2 separate regions of the Sus scrofa genome follow, and region 1 is linked to region 2. The links are chromatin contacts, called in public HiChIP or PLAC-seq maps. All regions are on one chromosome and are shown on one strand. The core of a region is the stretch at or near the end of the contact, and the rest is flanking DNA. Distances in the headings are between cores, read along the strand shown.

What was found. HiChIP or PLAC-seq counts read pairs in DNA pulled down with a chosen protein or histone mark.
Region 1: an H3K27ac HiChIP or PLAC-seq map of alveolar macrophages shows a contact between it and region 2. The contact joins two enhancer-like sites. A contact is called at or near these places in 6 of 47 Hi-C or Micro-C datasets (alveolar macrophages, heart right ventricle, liver and 3 more) and 2 of 2 datasets of contacts at active chromatin or transcription factors (alveolar macrophages and skeletal muscle).

What each region holds. Positions count from the first base shown.
Region 1 is chr5:93,252,896-93,256,733 of Sscrofa11.1, forward strand. LOC110260801 (a long non-coding RNA gene) reads right to left here. Exons shown (of 2, transcript XR_002344271.1): 2 at 1-2,412. Among named protein-coding and RNA genes, the nearest start is that of DUSP6, 48 kb to the right of the region's middle. Within about 2 kb of position 1,891, at least 38 of the 83 cell types and tissues checked have an H3K27ac peak or open chromatin away from gene starts, as enhancers often do. A contact at or near this core is called in alveolar macrophages and liver, where this site is marked.
Region 2 is chr5:93,182,508-93,185,947 of Sscrofa11.1, forward strand. All of the region lies in intron 9 of POC1B (POC1 centriolar protein homolog B), which reads left to right. Among named protein-coding and RNA genes, the nearest start is that of GALNT4, 51 kb to the left of the region's middle. Within about 2 kb of position 1,699, at least 18 of the 83 cell types and tissues checked have an H3K27ac peak or open chromatin away from gene starts, as enhancers often do. A contact at or near this core is called in alveolar macrophages and liver, where this site is marked.

The DNA.
Region 1 (3,838 bases), core at 641-3,140, 71 kb after region 2:
GTAGCTTTGTGTTGACAGGAGATAGATAAGTCCGGCTGGAGGTATGGGAAATGCTTCCCTTTCATCTCATTCTTTGAACAGCAGCTTCTAAGATCTATCACTAAGAAAACTAGTCATCTGTCTGTTCTTCTACCTCTGTTCATTTCAGTGACTCAAAACCAGAATCTCGCAGGGTGAGAACAGCACCCATCCATTTAAAAATATGTAATTGCAAAATGATTTTGTGTTAGCAAGATATTACATGGAAAAACTTTTGAAAAGAGACAAAAATTGGCATGTATCACATTCCGATGAGACATTTCTCTGCCTTGCTCGAGAAACCACTACTGTTTGTCCAAGATATTCCCGGAGTGGGGGTCGGGTGAGGGAGAAGAGAGGATGATACGTCTGGGTGGGATGAGGACTTGTGACGCTCGTGCTGGTGAGACCCGGGGACCCTTCCAAGACTGGGGCAAAGGGCTTCCCGTTGAGTTGACTTCAGGATTCTTTGGCATCTCCTAATTCAAATGAAACACGATAGCTACCTTTGGCTGTTTCCTCTGCTTAATCCCCCAAGGAAATCCCTTTGCTTTTCAGAGATAAAAAGTGAGTAGAACAAAGAGAAAGTCAGGGTAAGCACAGGGGCCTTTTGCTATAGAATTTCACTGAAGCCTTTCCAAGCCCTGAGGATAGAACCCAAGGGCTATCCTGTTATTCCTACACCTGGATTGAATATCAAGGTCTGTGAGAAGATGAATCATTTAGAAACCTGGTGTCCTCGTAGGGCGCTGTTGCTTTAAAAAAAAAAAAAAAAAAACCTCTAATAACTGTGTCAAAGGCAAAAAAAAATCACATAAAAAGTTCAACGTTGTTACATCCTCTTTCTGTACCGGTTTCAGGCAGCGAGAGTCAGAACTGCTGAGAGTGCGAAGACCTGCAGCGCCTGGTGTCGTGGGTCGTTCTCTCTCTGAAGGGGAGACATGAAAGGGGCAACATTTAGGCTGAGAAGAGAACAAACGGCTGGAGGTGGCAATTCGAGCGCAAGGGAACACCCGTCGAAGACGCTCGTGATTTTCATTTTCGTTTTGTCCTTAAACTGAACGATGGAGGCAAAAGACACAGGACTTGATTTCGAACCGTAACGATCAGCGATCGGGGGAAACACACATGAAAGAGAAAAAAATTGGCATGTTTCACATTCCGATGAGACACTTCGGGACCTCACAGGATCCGATTCAGTTGTTTCCCATAGAGCACGTGCTTAACTCAGGAGCGCAGGTCAAAGCTCAGGTCACACCCGAGGGTGTTTCAGAATCCGCAGGGGGAAGTAATGATGGCCTCGGTGTAAAAAACTAGAGATGCTAAAAAGCCTAGATTGTATGTATTCACCATTAATATAAGTATTTGATGTTTTAGACGGCTTGTACTATTCCAGCTGCTGCATGACCAAAAGGTCCTATAAGCAGCTTTTCCTACTCCCACCTCCCGTCTCACCCCATACATCCCTTTTCCAGTGTTGCTCAAGCTGGCTGCTGGTTTAGCCAGAGCTGCAGACTGACATTGAGCAGATGTGTTTTGTCTGGCCTCTAGAGTATTTTGCTTTTCAAATTAGGTGTCCCTGTTTTAAAAGCTAATAATTTCACATGAAAATCCAGATTTCTGGCTGCCGTTGAAAAACGAAGCACGGGTACACATTCTGTGTTGTATCTTACATTATTGCATATCAGGCACCCAGTTTCACACGGTGGTAACTTCCAGTTCACTCTTCTGCTTGTCTTTGCGGTCTAGACCCACTGTGTTGAGTCAGTATCTGAACAGCATGGCTTGCGTGTCTCAAAGACACGGCTCTTGTGATCACGAAGCCTTGGAAGTGGTGGAACTCAGGAAACACATTTCTCGATTTTGAGGAAGCAGAAATACAGTGATGGATTCGTGCCAGGACCCGGGCTCCAAGCACCGTCTCTTTACACCAAAGCCAGCCCCCTTCCTGCTGCTCCATGCTACCTCCTTGGTTTATGTTTTATTTCGAAATAATAGATTTCAAAAACCATAGAGCTTTAAACTAATCATGTTAAGTCAAAAAAAGTCCCACAGTACAATATGATTATAAGTGTTAAAAGGGTGCTGAGCAGCCGCATTGGGGGAATTTTTTTTTTTTTCCTCTTTCCAAACTTTCTTCATGATTATCTATTAACTTTTACAAGGAAATAAAACTCTTATTTTTCAACGTTCCGGGGACACTGAAGCAGCCGCTTTGCCTGGTCACGACCGTCCCACCTCCCGTTGCCAGAAACTCACTTCCTTGTTTCCCTCGTAGCTCAGCTGGCCTTGTGCCTCCACCCCGACTAATGAGACGGAAAGGGAAGTCGGCTGGTGGCTCCACGTTTTCAGAACTTTCAGTCTTCAACAGTTATGTGAAAATGCCAAGCAGAACTGTGGAGGAAGAATTACAGATGCTAACCTTGAGTGGAAAAAAACAAAAACAAAAGCATACATCTTTTATGCAGCTTTAGATAACTGCAGCCAACACTACCCTAGGGTTTATGCAACTGGTAGGTTTTCTATTACTTGCAGCCAAAAGAGCAGTACACATAAGGATATTTACATTTTCCTTCAGCTGCTTATTTTCCAAATACTAGCTAAGGAAATTGAAATAAGAGCCAATACGTTTGATTATCTCACCCGATGGAGTGGAGCGGTCAGGCGGCCAACAGAAGACCTCAACACAAAAGCCTACAGATGGTCCCTCATTTTAGTTCATTTTTCACAAGTTTGGTTCTAACATTCCTTGGGAGCCAGGGGACTGATTAGGTAGAGAGCTCTTTATTCTGGTCATTTTTACAAAGGAAACAAGCTACGTGTTTGATTTCCTAAAAACATTCTACTTATGCTGAAGATGCGGAATACACACTCAGGATGCACTGTATTTGTGAAGCTGGCTGTTAGGGGCGAGGAGGTACGACTATGAACTTTAGAAAGACGATGGGGGGGGGAGCCAGGGGGAGCAAGGCAGAGACACTGCAGCAACTGGGGGCCCTTTCAGAAAGGGAATTTAAGTGTTGGCAGAAGGTTAGCCTGAAGAAGCCTTGTAAAACCTGAGAGCTCTTAGATTCTTGTGGGCTCAAGGATGAGAGATGTATTTGTTTCAGGTAATGCAGGGCGTATGTGAAAATAAAGGAAGTGAGCAGCTCAATGACGATTCCAGGTGGAGGTTAGCTTAGAAGAGGTTACTCATCACTTGGCGAGGACGCTGTAGTTTGGAAGAGAGGAGGGGAGGTTCAGGACCCTCTCCTACGCTAAGGCTCTGAGATCCCACGGCCTCTACCTGCTGAGCTGTTCCAGGCAGAAGTTCAGGGAACAGAGGAGACTCCCATCTAAGACAGCCTTGATGAGTTTCGAACCTTAAGAAACTTTCTCCGAGGCAGATATTTGACAAGCAGTGGGCTTTAAGAGCTCACCTGTGTCCCACAGGGATGCAATTTAAACGCAATTCATCCCTTGGGTTGACTGAAAAGATACCACGTACTTGATGGTGAGCAGAAGGCCTGTTTCTCACCTCTGGTCACTATTTTGAATCGAGGCATTGAAGCCCTTGTATTAAAGATGTGTGTGTGTCGGGGTTCTCTGGTGGTGTGGTGGGTTAAGGATCTGGCACTGTCACTGCTATGGCTTGGGTCACTGCTGTGGCCCAGGTACAATCCCTGGCTGGGGAACTTTGGCATGCCACAGTTTTGGCCAAAAAAAAAAAAAAAAAAAAAAAAAGGGTGTGTGTGTGAATGGAATAGTATTCAGTCATAAAAAAGAATGAACTAATGCCATTCGTAGTGACATGGATGGACCTAGAGATCATCATATTAAG
Region 2 (3,440 bases), core at 449-2,948:
ATCTAACCTCAAGTCTTTGCAAGGCTCCTGGCCCGGGCACTCCATCTTAATCAACACCTAAGAGCAGGTTCTTTCTTGTGGGAAAGACGCCCACTTTCCAAACAAAGTGTCTTAACCCTGCCTGGATTGTGCATGGGAGCGTCACCTGTTCACGCGGACTTTGTCTTCTTCAGACCGTCACAAGCTACACTGCACAGTCCAGCCCCCAGACAACACCCAGCTTTCCTTCCTTCCGGAGGAGCTAACTTAGTGTGTGTGTCTGTCACTTTTCTCCCAGCAGTGCCCTACTGTTCTGCATATTTTGGTGGGAGGCCATAGAGCCATTCTAAGGGATAGTGGTAGATCTTGATGATGGAAAGGCATTAAAATAGCTCTTCCAGGAGAATTGCAGAATATTGTAAGAAGGGGTTATGGTTAGTTAAAAAGCTTTTGTTAATAAAGTAATTGTTTTGATGGCTCCTAATTTTATAATGGCTACTTGAGATTACCTTAGTCTGTAAATTGCATGGGAAATTCTGTACAATATTCAGCAAGAAGGAAAACTCCCTTTAACATAACCAAATAGTTATTATATAAACAATAATAATTTGTAGTAGTCAGGGCATGGTTCATGGTTAAAAACTATAAGCGATCCATTTGAGTCTTGGACTCTGAGATTGAGCTTTTATCTCAACCTTCTATAAAGGTGAAAACATAATTTATGATAAAAATAACCACTCTTCTACCAATTTTGTGTTTTAGTTCTAGCAGTGGTATATGTCTATATTGTTTTGGGCCTTAGAAATGTTCTTTAGAGATTACATTATCATAATAATAGCAGTAATAATAATCTAACATATGCATCATTATTCTAATTGCCTTACATAAACTGTCATTAAATCATCCTAAAAACTCTGTCACATAAGTACCATTTTCATCCCATGAGAAACTGAGGCGCATGTGAGTTAAATCTTAAAGTGGCGGTATGAGAATTTCAACCCATTCACTCTGGTTCTCTTCTGTACCTTCAACGATCTTGATGCAGTGCCTCATTAGAATCAAAATTTAATTTCATCTTGTTAGCAGATAATACGTGTTGGACCCTGTACTAGCTTTAGAGCATGCCGCAGTGCGCAAGATGGGCATGGTTCTTGTCCTTCAGCATTTGTTAGGAGCAGGGTTTGAGCTCATGGACGCCTCGACGTGATGGACACTCCAGAACCTCAGAGCGGGGTGGCATCTGTGAGGTCATGTACCCCCACCCTCCCTTGCCTGAATGCATGAATCTCTTGCTGGGTGACGGAGAACTCAGCTCCCCATAAGGCAGCCTCCTCTGTTTCAAGGCCCCTGTAGTTATGGAAGGGTTCTTTCCTTTAATCAAAATGGAGAGCTAGAAGGTCCTATTCATATTCTCGGAGGTCAGCCTGCAGAGAACTTTAGTGCACGTGTCACTACCTCAGCACCTGCTCATTATGGAGAAGACCGTACGCTTTTACTTAGTAGTAATTTCCTGCTTCATCTTAACGCACGTGGCAGCAGCTGCCACAATTCGGCAAGATATCGAAGCTCAAGGATTTCTCTATGAGAGATGCTGACCATTTCCATGTGACTTAGATTCTTTTGGAGCAGCTGCCGTTTCAGATGGCAAAACCAGATTCTCTTTCTCATTGGGAAACCCTTTCATGTCTACACTAGGTGGCAGTAGAGAAAAGAGAATAACAAGCCTCTGGCCATCTAGCTCAAGATTCAAAGGAAAAGTGAGTCGGCCTCAGGTTTCACCTTTGCCTCAACTCTGGATTCAGAGCTGATAGGAAGGTGGCTGTGCGTTCAGCTCAAGGAGCAGCCAGAAACATAAGTGCTGGCAGGCTGGGCAGATAGTCCTGCATGGTTCTGATTCCTTCTTTTACTGCAGGGTGGCAATTATTGGGTGTGTACATCTCTCCCTCGTACACAACTGGCTGGATAAATATAAGAAACGCTTAATATTTCCAAAGCTAGAGCTCTACTCATCAAACTTGATAAGTGCTATCTATCTACCTGTTTGTTTGTTTTGCTTTTGGGGGCTATACTCACAGCATATGGAGGTTCCCAGGCTAGGGGTTGAACTGGAGCCACAGCTGCCAGCCTACACCACAGCCACAGCAATGCAGGATTCGAGCCACGTCTGCAACCTACACCCCAGCTTGAGGCAACGCCGGATCCTTAACCCACTGAGCGAGGCCAGGGATCGAACCCTCATCCTCATAGATCCTAGTCGGATTCATTATAGCTGAGCCACAGGGGAACTCCTGATAAGTGCTGTTTAAATCATTCCACTCCTCTTACCATCAGCTCAGCCCTTCTTACCACAGTCCCTGACTGTTGCAGTGTTGTCCTCACTGTTCTCCCTGCTTTATTCTTGACACCCTGCTTGCCCCTGTCAGAGTAATCTTCTTAGAGCACATTCGCGCCTCCAGTGTTTCTGGGCCTTCCCACGTTCCGTCACCCCCACGATTTGACCCTCGCCAACCACTCTTGCTGCTGCCCAGTGCACAAGTATCGTGTCCGCGTTCTGCCTCTATGCCCCGAGCTGCACGTACCCTCATCTCTGTCTCTCTCTTTGTTTTCTAAACCTTTTTAAAAGGAACTCTCTCAGGCTCCGTTTCCTCCATGGGAAGCCTTTCTCACCAAGTGTTCAGTCAACAGTTTCTCCTTTGAGGTTCACCAGGGCACTTGCTTTTGGCACCATTTATTTGATACCAAGTTCCACTCCTTAAGCTGCCCTTGTTTACGTCTTTGTATTCATAATGTTCAATAAATAATTAGTGATCATGTGATTTCTTTCTTTCTCTCTCTCTCTTTTTTTTTTTTTTCTCTCTGAATTCTGAAATAACCACCCTCAGAGTCAGTGGCTACCCTAGTTGGTTATTCCCTTGCTTTTCTTTTTAATTTTACTATAAATGTTTAAATCAGTGATTAGATATTTTTTCATTTTGGATAATTTTAAACTTTATTTGAAAAAATTTTTTTTCCTTCTGTTTTTAGAGCCGCACCCATGGCATATGGAGGTTCCCAGGCTAGGGGTCTATTTGGAGCTGTAGCTGCCAGCCTACACCAGAGCCACAGTAACGCAGGATCTGAGCCGCATCTGCGACCTACACCACAGCTCACAGCAACGCCGGATCCTTAACCCTCTGAGCAAGGTCAGGGATTGAACCCACAACCTCATGGTTCCAAGTCGGATTCATTTCCACTGTGCCACGATGGGAATTCCCTTAAACTTTATATAAATAGAATCATACTGCATATATTTTTCTATAGCCTGCTTTTTCACTTAACACTAAAATCCTGAGATTCATATGAATTTCATTCATTTTCACTGCTGTATAGGATCCCAGTGAATTTACTACAGTAGTAATTCTCGTGATTTGTGAATCTCTTCTACTCTTGATGAACATTTAGGGATTTCTGACTGTGATTTG